Regions from separate parts of the Rattus norvegicus genome. Here regions 1, 2 and 4 are each linked to region 3. A link is a contact called in public Hi-C data. All regions are on one chromosome and are shown on one strand. Each heading gives the region's core, a stretch centred on a gene start, on an enhancer-like site or on the middle of the called end of the contact. The rest is flanking DNA. Distances are from core to core; before and after follow the strand shown.

Region 1 (2,700 bases), core at 63-2,562, 430 kb before region 3:
TCCTATTCCGACATGACTGATGTCCTTGTAAGAAGTAGAGTAGGGTACAGTCAGCCGCAGAGGAAAGACCATTGAGGACACAGGGAGATAACAGCTGTGTAGTGCCCTTGGGAGGCCTTAAGGACACCAACTCTAAGAAGACCTTGACCTCAGACTTCTAGCCCCAGAACTAAGAAAATATTAATTAAGCCAATCATGGTGTGGGACGTTACTGTCACAGCCAGAGCCGTCTTCCTGTTCTGAAAAGACAGCAACATGGTCACATGTTGGACGAGTCGGATAGACCGGTGTTCCCTAACATTTTATCAAGTGCAGTGTCTTTAATGTGGGGGTGGGGTGAGGGGTGGGAGTGGGGGGGGTTGGAGTGGGATGGTGGGGTTCAACGCTGTGATGGTCTGCATATGCTCAGCCCAGGGAGTGGCACTATTAGGAGGTGTGGCCTTGCTAGAGTGGGTGTGGCCTTGCTGGAGTGGGTGTGGCCTTGCTGGAGTGGGTGTGATCTTGTTGGAGTGGGTGTGGCCTTGTTGGAGTGGGTGTGTCACTGTGGGTGTGGGCTTTAAGACCCTCATCCTAGCTGCCTATAAGCCAGTATTCTGCTAGCAGCCTCCAGATGAAGATGTAGAACTCTCAGCTTCTCCTGCACCATGCCTGCCTGGATGCTGCCATGTTCCCACCTTGATGGTAATGGACTGAACCTCTGAACCTGTAAGCCGGCCCCAATTAAATGTTGTCCTTTATGAACTTACATTGATCATAGTGTCTGTTCACAGCAATAAGACCCTAACTAAGACAGACGTCAAACACACTTCAGTGCCTAGACACCCACAGCCCCTCAGGGTGTCAGAGGCTCTTGAGATGCCCTGTGATCTGGTCTATCAGCATGAACACCCGTGAGGCTGGTGTTCTGAGGGTGCAAACACGTCCACAGATGGAGCTTGGAAAGTGTGGGGTTCAGCAGACTGGAGAAGAACGTATTGTGTTTCAGGCAGGGGCGAGACAGGGACTCCTTTGCTTTGAGTACTTGAAGTCATTGAAGTCATTGTATGGTTCAAGGAGGATGGGAGACTGTGAGTATACAGAGGTAGAATGAAGAGTGGGAGTGGGCATATCTGGCCTCCTCATCTTCCAAAAGCCCAAAAGAGTCCCCTCTCAGTGCTCCATTATTAAGAAAAAGGCCCGGATGGTACCTGCAATGTTAACCTATGGCCACCAGATGGCACTCTGCCTCCGCTGTGCAGGCTCACAGCCCAGGGCCTCAGGAAATGTGTCACTGTGCCTCCCTTGCCCAATACTCCCCCTCCTCCCGCAGCAGTCCAGCGTCTACACCACAGGAAGCTCATCTTTAGAGAGATGTGTGAAACTCCACACCGTATGGCTTAGCTCTGTCCCCTTTTCCTCCTGGGGACACATCAGCAAGATCTCACCTACCCTGAAGAGGTCCTTAGCCAGAAGAATCCTCCACCCGCTCCCGTGCCTGCGTCCTGGCTGGACACTGAGCTTCCATTTTGAAACCTGCTGTCCTGGAGAAGCACAACCGATGGAAGAGAAGCATATTCCAGAACTATGTATTAATAGGTCTGCACCCGTGGTGCGAAGGCAGTCCTACAAATCCGGTTACCCTGGCATTTAGACCACTTACAGTGCGGGTGTAAGACTCTGACGTAATCCCCAACCTCGGGCCTGGAGAATTAATGAGGTGCTCGTGCCATTGAGCCGTGGAAGAAAGACTTGCACTGGGGTGGGTGGTTTCTGCTTGCCCAGAGTGGTGGAATGAGCCATGGGGCTGGAGGCCAAAGGACTCGGGCCACCCATGCAGGGAAATAACTCCCAGAGACCCATCGCAGGCATGGAATGGGCACGGAACGGTCGCTCCCTCTGAAGCTTGCCTCCCAGCCCTGCACATCTGAGACTTGGGGTCCATCCCATAGGAGCCAGGCCGTGACCAAAATCTGGCAGTTGGAAATCTACTCTTGTCAAGCTCTGGCTTTCAGGCAGAGAGCCCTGTCCTCGCTTACAGCTCCAAAAGCAATGAATAATTAATCATTGCATTCTTGAATGGAGAGGACATTTCAATGGATGAGTGACACTTTCAATAGGGTTCTCTGATGGTTGCTGTTGGTTCCTTCTGTCTGCAGCAGAACCCCAGGAGTGAAAGGCAGAGCAGACAGAGGCAACATTGTGTTTATTATGGGCTGTGCTTTTGACCCATCAGAAACTCGAGTGGATGGAGAGCAGCTGGATCGGATATTTACCTTGGCACCTGCCCGGCACCAGGCACTCTCTCCCATATGTTATATAAGTACTTTCTTACTCCATACTCGGGGCAACTGCTTGGCTTGTTGGCTTTGAGCTCCGTTGTGTGAGTGTACATGTGCATATGTACGTATGGGTGCATCTGTGTTTGCTTGAGTGTGTATACATATGTGTGAAAGGCCAGAAGACAATCTTAGGTGTTTGGTTTTTTTTTTTTTGGTTTTTTTTTTGTTTTTTTTTTTTGTTTTTGTTTTTGTTTTTGTTTTTTGAGCTGGGGACCGAACCCAGGGCCTTGCACTTGCTAGGCAAGCGCTCTATCACTGAGCCAAATCCCCAACCCCTAGGTGTCCTTTCTTAAATACTGTCTTTTTTTTTTTTTTTTTTTTGGAGAGACTCTGGTTTGAACTCACCAAGTAGACTAGACTGACTGGCCAGTGAGGCCCAGGG
Region 2 (2,700 bases), core at 28-2,527, 310 kb before region 3:
AAGCTCCTTTCTCTGTTTTCCTTACTATTTCTTTACCTGGGAAGGAATAGGCCTGGCTAACTTTTTTTGGCGGCCAGGACTCAGGCTTTGACAATCCCCACCCCACTCCCATCCCCAGCTACCCCATAACATTCTCCCTGAAGTTTCTCTCACACAGCCACCCACCTGCTGTTTGCCAGCCACCCTTCCCCTTCTTTCTTCGGCTGGGAGGAGTCAGAAGCGAGCAGCCCTTGAGTCAAGCTCCCTCAAGGGCTTCCACTCCTGATTTGCTGTGAGCATGGACAGGTCCCCTGCCAACCGGAACTTCTGCCGCAGCGGCTTTCTACACTCCACAGGTGGAGTCCTCTGTATAAGGTGTCCACACTCGTCCCTTCACACATTTCACTCTCAAAAGGGACAGGGGCATTTCAGCAATTCCCCTGTGGCTGGGGGTAGGGGCTTAGACAAGCCAAGGCCCCAACAAGTCCAGTATGTGTGATCCCTGCCAGGATCCTGAGACCCCAGAGAGACATGAGAATAGGTGTGGGTATCCCCCAGCTTCCTAGCCCACAAAGTACAAAACTTTACTAGATACAGCCTCTGTGAGGAGTAAGAAGAGGTTGGTACCATCATGTGGCTGTAACCTGCACGCTGTAAGAATCGGACACAACCGTCGGCAACTCGATGGCCTGGGAGATGGGTACAAAGTGAGGCAAAGCTGTCCCTGTCATTGGCAAAGTTCCGTTGTTATCCCAAGCCCTGGTCTTAAGCATCGTGTCTTGCTCTGCCCTTCGAAGGTTAAGTTGAACCTGAGTTGTAAGAACATGCCTGTTTCTAATACCTAAAGAAACATCTGGCCAGTTTATTAAAATTAGGCCAATAAGGCCCCAATACAACTCCAAGAAAGCTGAAAATAGGGTTGGGGTGTCCACAAGTAAGACCTACATCTGGTCCTGTAACTTCTGGGCCATAGAGTCTGTGTCCTTTCTCTGGGAGGACTAACCAGAGACACTTAAGAGGACAGAGGACAAAGTACAACCAGGATCAGGGATCACTATCCAGGCAAACGGCCAGCCAGCGTGCAGTGTCCATGCAGCATCGGCCAAGGTGGGTGACTGAAGTTCAGAATGTGACCAGGATTGAGGATAGATATCCGGACAAACCTAGAGAGCCAGTGTGCGGCATGCAACCAGGACCAAGGGTCAGTGTCCAGGCAAACAGAGACTAGCCATGTGCAATGTGTAATCCAAACTGGGAGTCAGCAGAATCAGAGCCAGAGCCAGAGTCACCCATGCTTGGCTGAGAAACCAGATACCAGCTCCGGGCAGGAACTCACCCTGGAGAAGCTGTTGCCTCATTCTTCAGGCCCTTAGCTCCTGCCTGCCTACAAAAACCAAGCCAAACAGGATTTGGGGTGGGGCCAGGCTGATCAGTCAAACGTCACCATCCAGGTGACAGCCTCTGGGCAGAACCCAAGGGGTCTGCAGGTTTTTTTTACTGCCCTCTGCATCCTACTGGAAGATGGGCAGATTTCCCGGCGGCCACTGAGCATAAGTCTTCAGTAGAGGCTTCACCTCAGACCAGCAGGTGTTCGAGAGGAAGTGGAGCAGTTCCATGTCTTTCTGGGAATCGAGGAAAGGTTTGGCTGCAACTGTACCCCAGTTGACAGGGTCACAGGGACAATCTGAGGCATATCCCTGGGATCTGTGGCCTTTGGCCCCAGGCAGCCCACCCACAGTCTGCAGGTATGTAGGGGGAGGTGAGGGAGAAGAACAGGAAACCCCGTGAGAAACAGACACAGAAACACATGGGCACTTTGCCATGTCACTGGCTGGGTCACATGGGTCACCTCTGACTGCCCTGCTCTGTGCATTGTCAGCATTGAACACATGATGTGACCACACCCACGGTCTCCACAATGCAGCCATTTGGAAGGATGTGCTTGTGTTTCTTGTTGCCATGACAAAATCTTGGACAAAAGCAACTTGAAGCAAGAGTCTGGCCTTCACGGTGGGGACCGTATGGGGGGGGGAGTTCAGGGTGGCAGAAGGCTGTGATAGAACTGACCTGACCATCAAACATGAAATGGGAAGGACACCATAGCTCCTCAGGGAAGCAGGACCTTGTTAGGACCCTCTCTCCGGTGACTTCCTTCCTTCCTGTAGCTAAGCTCCAGCTCTTAAAGGTTCCATGTTTTCCTCAAACATTTTTACCCCACAAGCCTGTGACAGACATTTTGCATTTAAAGTCACAGTCGAGTAGATCAACCTTAGGCAGAAACAATTTCTCCTTCCCCAGCAACTACAGTACTGCAGATCCAGGGGAACCGGAGAGGAGGATGACAAGAGTCAGGGGTGAGGGGAGGCCAGAGCTGGCCTGTCTTCCCTAGATGAGGAGTGTCTGTGGTAGCTGGAGATCCTGGAGTGCCGTTGTTTTCATAGGGACAGCCCCTCCTTCAACCCCGTGGTTGAGGATGCAACAGTTGGCCGGCCCATGTATCACTTTGATTTTTTTACTCCCACCCCTCACCCTGTCCCACACGAGCAGTTCAGTAGATGCTCTGCTTCCAGGGTTTTAAAAAGGTAAAAACTGTTGGCTGGCGGGGAAGGGGGAGCCAGCCTAGAGGAGATGCCCCCAGCATCTGGTTTTACAAGTCTGGGATCTCCTTTCAACCCTCTTAGTTCACTGCTCTCCAGATGGACAGGGAGGCTCGGTATGCAT
Region 3 (2,700 bases), core at 149-2,648:
CTCACCTCATCCTTCTCCGAGCCTCTGTCTGAAGTTATTCCTTTACTCTTCCCCTCTGCTCTCTGTTGTGACAGAGCTGTGCCTACCTATGTATGTGAGCACAGGCTGTGTGCAAGTGCAGCACGTGCGAGTGTGGTGTGTGTGTGTGTGTGTGTGTGTGTGTGTGTGTGTGTGTACGGTGCGTGCAACTGTGATCATTCGTCTGTGAAGAAACCACAGGAGGACACCAGGTTTCCTGCTCTCTTGCTCTTCACCTTCCCCTCTTGACAGGATCTGTCTTCAGAGCTAGGCAGGCAGCCGGCCTACAAGCTCGAGACTTCCTTCTGCCTCAGCCTTCCACCACAACAGGGTTATAGCCATGCATAATCACCCATGGCTTTTTAAGTGGGTAAGTGGGACTCAAACTCAGGCCCTCTTACACAGCAGCTCTCTCATCCACTGAGCCATCTCTCCAGGCCAGTCTTATTCATCTGTATCATCCTTAGGGTGTGTGCTACTCTCCAAAACGATTGCGTCATAATTTTACCTCAACTTGGTCTCCAGTGACCACTGTATTGGCAAAGCCACATGTGGCCCCACTCACTGCTGGGTTCCCATGCCTGTAATCATTCCTTAGACAGGTTGAGGCCCTCAAAACGTCACTATTAACACCACACACACACACACACACACACACAGGAGCTTCAAGAAAACAAGGAGGACAGGGTACCCTGACGTCACCTTGATGTCAACACCAAGGGCTAAAGGGCTCAGAAAGAGTTTCTGAGGCCTCCTGGCACAAAGGGAGGTGCCATGTCTCTCCCACCTCTAGCCTCCTTCCTCATACAACCTGTCCATGCTTCAGGAACTGATGACTGGTCCCCATTCACCCTGTTCTCCCTGCAGTAACTGGTGACTGGGCACAGTTGGCCCCAGCCCTCTGCACTGCAGAGCCTAGGGCGGGACAGTGCCTTCTCCCTCTCTTGGCCTCCCCACCATGCCAAGCAAGCTTTCCAATTTCCCCATCTGAAAGACAGGGACAAAGACTGTCTTGTCTCCCCACCTACTTCTCACGGTGTGAGGAAACAACTGTTTGCTCGGAAAACACTTTGAGAAACTTGGGGAAAGGTGCTCAAGGCTCAGATGACGCCTGCTACATCTGATCCGGGCCAGAGAAGGCCAGGCCAACCAGCCCTACAGTTACCACCGCCTGCCCCCAGGGAGGTGCAACATCTTCTCCGGTGTCCCTGAGCCATTGGCTGGGCTCTCATCCCAGAATCTGGCCATGGGCTGTGCATGCGTACACACTCTCCACAGAAAGTGTGCTCTCCACAGAAAGCATGCTCTCCACAGCTGGACAGTGATCCCCAAATAACCAGCCTTGCTTTTAACTGAGGAGAGGAGCTTCAGGCGGATTGACCCGCCAGCGCCTCTCACACGCATGAGGGCCTACGGTTGCGTGCCAGGCTCTCCAGCAGGGATCTGGCAACAGAGGCATTGGTCTTGGCTGCCAGCCTGGGACAGACAGATCTGACCTGCAGGTACACAGGAGCCCCTCACAGAGCCATGGCTCAGAGCCAGCAGTAATGGCATTGGTCACCTCTTTATTACTTCAACCATACTCTGGCCCCAAGGGAAGCTGGCCTCAGCATGAACCACACGTATTCCAGGGCTATGCGACACTGCCAAAGTCAAGAACACTAGGAGAACTGAGGCTCAGGCAGCTGTGTGGGCTGAAAGGCATACCTGCCCCTTGGTCCTTGGTACTGCTTCGAAATAGAAATCACTCCCGAAGGTGGCGTGGACACACGGTCAGCAGACAGCAAAAACGGACCAGCATGCATTTCATCTGAACTTCAGGATAGGGAGAGCAGCAACCAGCTCAGCCTCTTACTAATCATATTTACTGTCAAATGAAAAAGGGGAGGGGCCTTCCGAAGATGGTTCAGGAAAACATCCTTCATTGTGACGACAGTAAAGGGAGTCTGTGGCATTGTCACCACCTGGCAGAGGTGCAGATGGCCACTGATAAACGCTGGCCCCGTGTCTCTTCAAGTTGGTGCCTGAGTCGCATGCAAGCCACCACCGATAGAAAGTGCCTCCCTCCCCCAACAGAGAGAACAGACTCTGGCCTCGGAGCCTGGTTGAGTACAGTGTCCTGCACAGGGGTGGTGACAGCCTCTGCTGTCATCAAAGGAAATGTTCTCTGCCTCTGTCCTGCCAGACACGTTGTTAATAACAGTCCCTCAAAATGTAACAAGTCACACACAAACACCTAGAAGCCCCAGATAGTCATCCCCGTGCCAACAAATATGTCTGTCTATTCGCAGGTGGACTGGGCTCTCACACCCGTGAGGACACGCATATCTGTCACTGTCGGTTTGGTGCACACAGCTGTCTCAAAGCCCCCACTGCCCTTTCCTATGACCTATGCCTCTCCTACACATCCACCAGGAGGGGCATCCTGAGCCCACCATCCAGAATGAGCTTCTCCATCTAAAGGCTTTTGTTTTGTTTCTTTCAGGAAGGCATCTCTGGCTTGGAAAAGGAAGGGGAGGGGAATTTTAAAAATTCAAGTTCATTTCCTGAGTCTTTCCAAATTCTCAGAAGCTGTGCCCAGAGGACAGAGAGGTCTCAGGCAGACCGTGCGTGCAGAATGGAAACTAAGTGCCTGTCCCCCAACACCCGCTCTGTTTGAGCCATCTGCTGCAAAGCTGACTT
Region 4 (2,700 bases), core at 29-2,528, 260 kb before region 3:
GATTAGTATCACAGGTGAATACCAGCGTGCCTAGCTCAGCCAGCTGTCTTAACTTCCCGAAGACTGGAGTAGAGGTAGGTGGGGAGACCAGCCAATGAAGGTGCTGGTCAGGATCCTGCCAGCTGGACTGAGAGGCACTTATCACAAGGAATGCATCAAGCAGCAGCTCAGGGATGGAGGAGAGGATGGGGGAGGGTTTCTTCCCATCTGCCTCTGGCCTCAGGCTCACTTCTGTTTCTTGGACTACCAAAGAAAAGACCTCCATTTCTTTTTAGACGGGCTTTATGCAGTCTCAGTCTCTCTCCCCTCCCCAGCACCCCCAACCCCCCAACCCCATTCATAGAGTCGACCAGCCAGCCATGGCCAACCTGCCCTTACATAAGACAGAACATTATATAGAATCCTTCTGAGCTGAAGAGGCTGCAAGGGGAGGGGGTGGGAAGCAGTCATTTGTTTGTTGGTTCAGGACAGGACTGTCTACTTCAGAAGTCTCCAGGCTTGTTATCCCAGCTACGCCGAGGAAGCAGAATTGCACGTTTCCAAAGCCAGCCGGGGAAACAGAATGAGGTGAAAGCCTGTCTAGACAGCCCAATGAGACTCTTTCTCCAAATAAAAAGTAAGGAGTCTGCTGAGGATATAGCTCTGGGATGGAATGCTTCCGAGAGGGCACAAAGCCCTGTACCATCCCCGGCACAAGAGTGACAATAAACTTCACCAGAATTCAGAAAAGACATGAAAGTAAGACGATGCTCGAAAGGTGTGCCAAATGGATGGGGCTAGCCTGGGCTACAACCCAAATGCCCATCTCCCATCTCAAAGGAAAGAAATTAAGACCAACAAACAGACATCGACAGATTGCCCAGCAAGGGAACAAGGAAATACGATGATGCTTAAGAGATGTGCCAAATGGATCGGGCTAGCCTGGGCTACAAACCAAGTGACCTCTCCCATCTCAAAGGAAATTAAGGCCAACAATAGAACTTGACAGATTTCCCAACAAGGACAGTGGCCTTCCACCGACAACCACTGTACTGGTAGATTATGTCGTATCCCTTTAATAGTGCTATAGGGGCACCTGCTTACAGACGGAGAAGGAAGCTTGGAGTGAATGTCTGGCCCTGGCCAGCCGTCCTCAGCCAGCAATGGGCCTGCTGAGTCCATTTCAACTGAAATGAGATCAATAGGACTCATTTTTTTCTCCTGCTGGCTCCCGAGTGATTCATGAATCAGAAAACTAGTTCATGAATCAGAGTGGGGCGGGGAGAGGGGGGACCATTTGTGCAGTCGGCAAACCTCCATTTCTTTCACGAACCTAGCTGTGAGTTGCATAACACTGCCTGGCACTTGCTAGTTGAAACCAGTCTTTTTCGGAAGCTGCTTTACTCACCTATTTTCCTTCTGGAAAGGGGAGGGAACGCCGTGTGTGTGTACCGACTGTGTGTACTGACTGTGTGTCCAGCCGTCTTGGTAACATTTCCATGACAGAGGACGAGTATGTGAGTCTGCATGTGTGAGTGTGTAACAGACAGCCTTTGACCGGCCTTGGGGCCCCTTTAAACCTGAACGAGAGCCAAGTTCTTCTCTCCGTGGAGCTGCTGAAGGAAGCTTGAGATGGGGCAGTTGGAACGCATATCTCTGCAAGGGCTGATTACAGCCTACTAAGGAAAATGAGATTTTTATCTCACAGGAATTCAGTTATAAAAATAAAATACAGCGTCTGGCTTGATTCAGCTAAATGCACAAGTGCCTGGGTGTTTTTAATTTAGTAAGAAAAAAAAAAAGAAAAGAAAGTCCCGGATGATGACCTAAAACACTGCATTTAAAGAGGGAAAAAAAGGGGAGGGAGGGGAGAGGAAGGCTGCAGGAAGTGTGTGTGTGTGTGTGTGTGTGTGTGTGTGTGAGAGAGAGAGAGAGAGAGAGAGAGAGAGAGAGAGAGAGGCAGGCAGGGAGAGAGTCATGGAAGACTGGGGTGGAGGGGGCGGGACAGTGAGAAGCCACCCTGCTGGCACTTGAATGCAGAGGGTGATGTCACCAGAGCAGTTGGAGCGCAGGGGAGAAAAACAACTCTGAAGCAGTGCTAATCCCCGTTTGCTGCCCTGAAGGGAATGGACGGTGGCCAAGGCAGGGAGTTATGGGAAACCATATAAGGGTGCCAAGCAAGCTTTGCCGCCAACATTAGGAACTGACAGCTTTGTTCTCTGTCACTTGGCCGCCGGCCAGAGGCCTCATTTCAGCTCAGCAGCGTGACTACCCTGGCCGGCTGCCAGCCCTGTGCTCAGAGCCCTTTCCTCCCAGGGCTCTGCTTTTTCCCTCCTCCGTCCCTTTGCCAAACATGCAGCGGTTACTATGGCAGTGGAAAGGAAAGTTAAACACACACACACACACACACACACACACACACACACCCCAAAGTAGAGGCACGCCTTGATCCAGATGCACAGGCAGGCAGGCAGCTGTAAGCAGAGAGAAAGGCAGTTAACCTACCCAGTGGGGCCTGCAGGAAGGAGGAAGACACCTCACTGTGAGCTGTGGCCGGCTGCTGCTGCCGCCGCTGCTGTCACTGGGGACAGACAGGCCTCACTATGCACCTTGTGGAGGGAGTGGGGCTGGCCTCCAGGCCTTGTTTCTTTTTTCTCCTTCTCTTCCTGAGGTGGAATATGTAATACCGAACGGGGAAAACTGTCAATCTTTCCACTGGCT

The links. A called contact is a pair of places that touch in the nucleus more often than the background predicts.
Region 1: a Hi-C map of liver shows a contact between it and region 3, with 4 times the contacts expected there. The contact joins two enhancer-like sites. A contact is called at or near these places in 11 of 12 Hi-C or Micro-C datasets (the A7r5 cell line, the Rat2 cell line, Schwann cells and 6 more) and 1 of 1 datasets of contacts at active chromatin or transcription factors (oligodendrocytes).
Region 2: a Hi-C map of liver shows a contact between it and region 3, with 2.3 times the contacts expected there. The contact joins two enhancer-like sites. A contact is called at or near these places in 2 of 12 Hi-C or Micro-C datasets (kidney and liver).
Region 4: a Hi-C map of liver shows a contact between it and region 3, with 4 times the contacts expected there. The contact joins two enhancer-like sites. A contact is called at or near these places in 10 of 12 Hi-C or Micro-C datasets (the A7r5 cell line, the Rat2 cell line, Schwann cells and 5 more) and 1 of 1 datasets of contacts at active chromatin or transcription factors (oligodendrocytes).

Annotation. Positions count from the first base shown.
Region 1 is chr19:71,366,904-71,369,603 of GRCr8, forward strand. No RefSeq gene overlaps it. Among named protein-coding and RNA genes, the nearest start is that of Tarbp1, 22 kb to the left of the region's middle. Within about 2 kb of position 1,313, at least 79 of the 93 cell types and tissues checked have an H3K27ac peak or open chromatin away from gene starts, as enhancers often do. A contact at or near this core is called in hepatocytes, kidney and liver, where this site is marked.
Region 2 is chr19:71,493,189-71,495,888 of GRCr8, forward strand. No RefSeq gene overlaps it. Among named protein-coding and RNA genes, the nearest start is that of Irf2bp2, 32 kb to the left of the region's middle. Within about 2 kb of position 1,278, at least 24 of the 93 cell types and tissues checked have an H3K27ac peak or open chromatin away from gene starts, as enhancers often do. A contact at or near this core is called in kidney and liver, where this site is marked.
Region 3 is chr19:71,798,168-71,800,867 of GRCr8, forward strand. No RefSeq gene overlaps it. Among named protein-coding and RNA genes, the nearest start is that of Tomm20, 33 kb to the right of the region's middle. Within about 2 kb of position 1,399, at least 37 of the 93 cell types and tissues checked have an H3K27ac peak or open chromatin away from gene starts, as enhancers often do. A contact at or near this core is called in hepatocytes, kidney and liver, where this site is marked.
Region 4 is chr19:71,541,778-71,544,477 of GRCr8, forward strand. No RefSeq gene overlaps it. Among named protein-coding and RNA genes, the nearest start is that of Irf2bp2, 81 kb to the left of the region's middle. Within about 2 kb of position 1,279, at least 88 of the 93 cell types and tissues checked have an H3K27ac peak or open chromatin away from gene starts, as enhancers often do. A contact at or near this core is called in hepatocytes, kidney and liver, where this site is marked.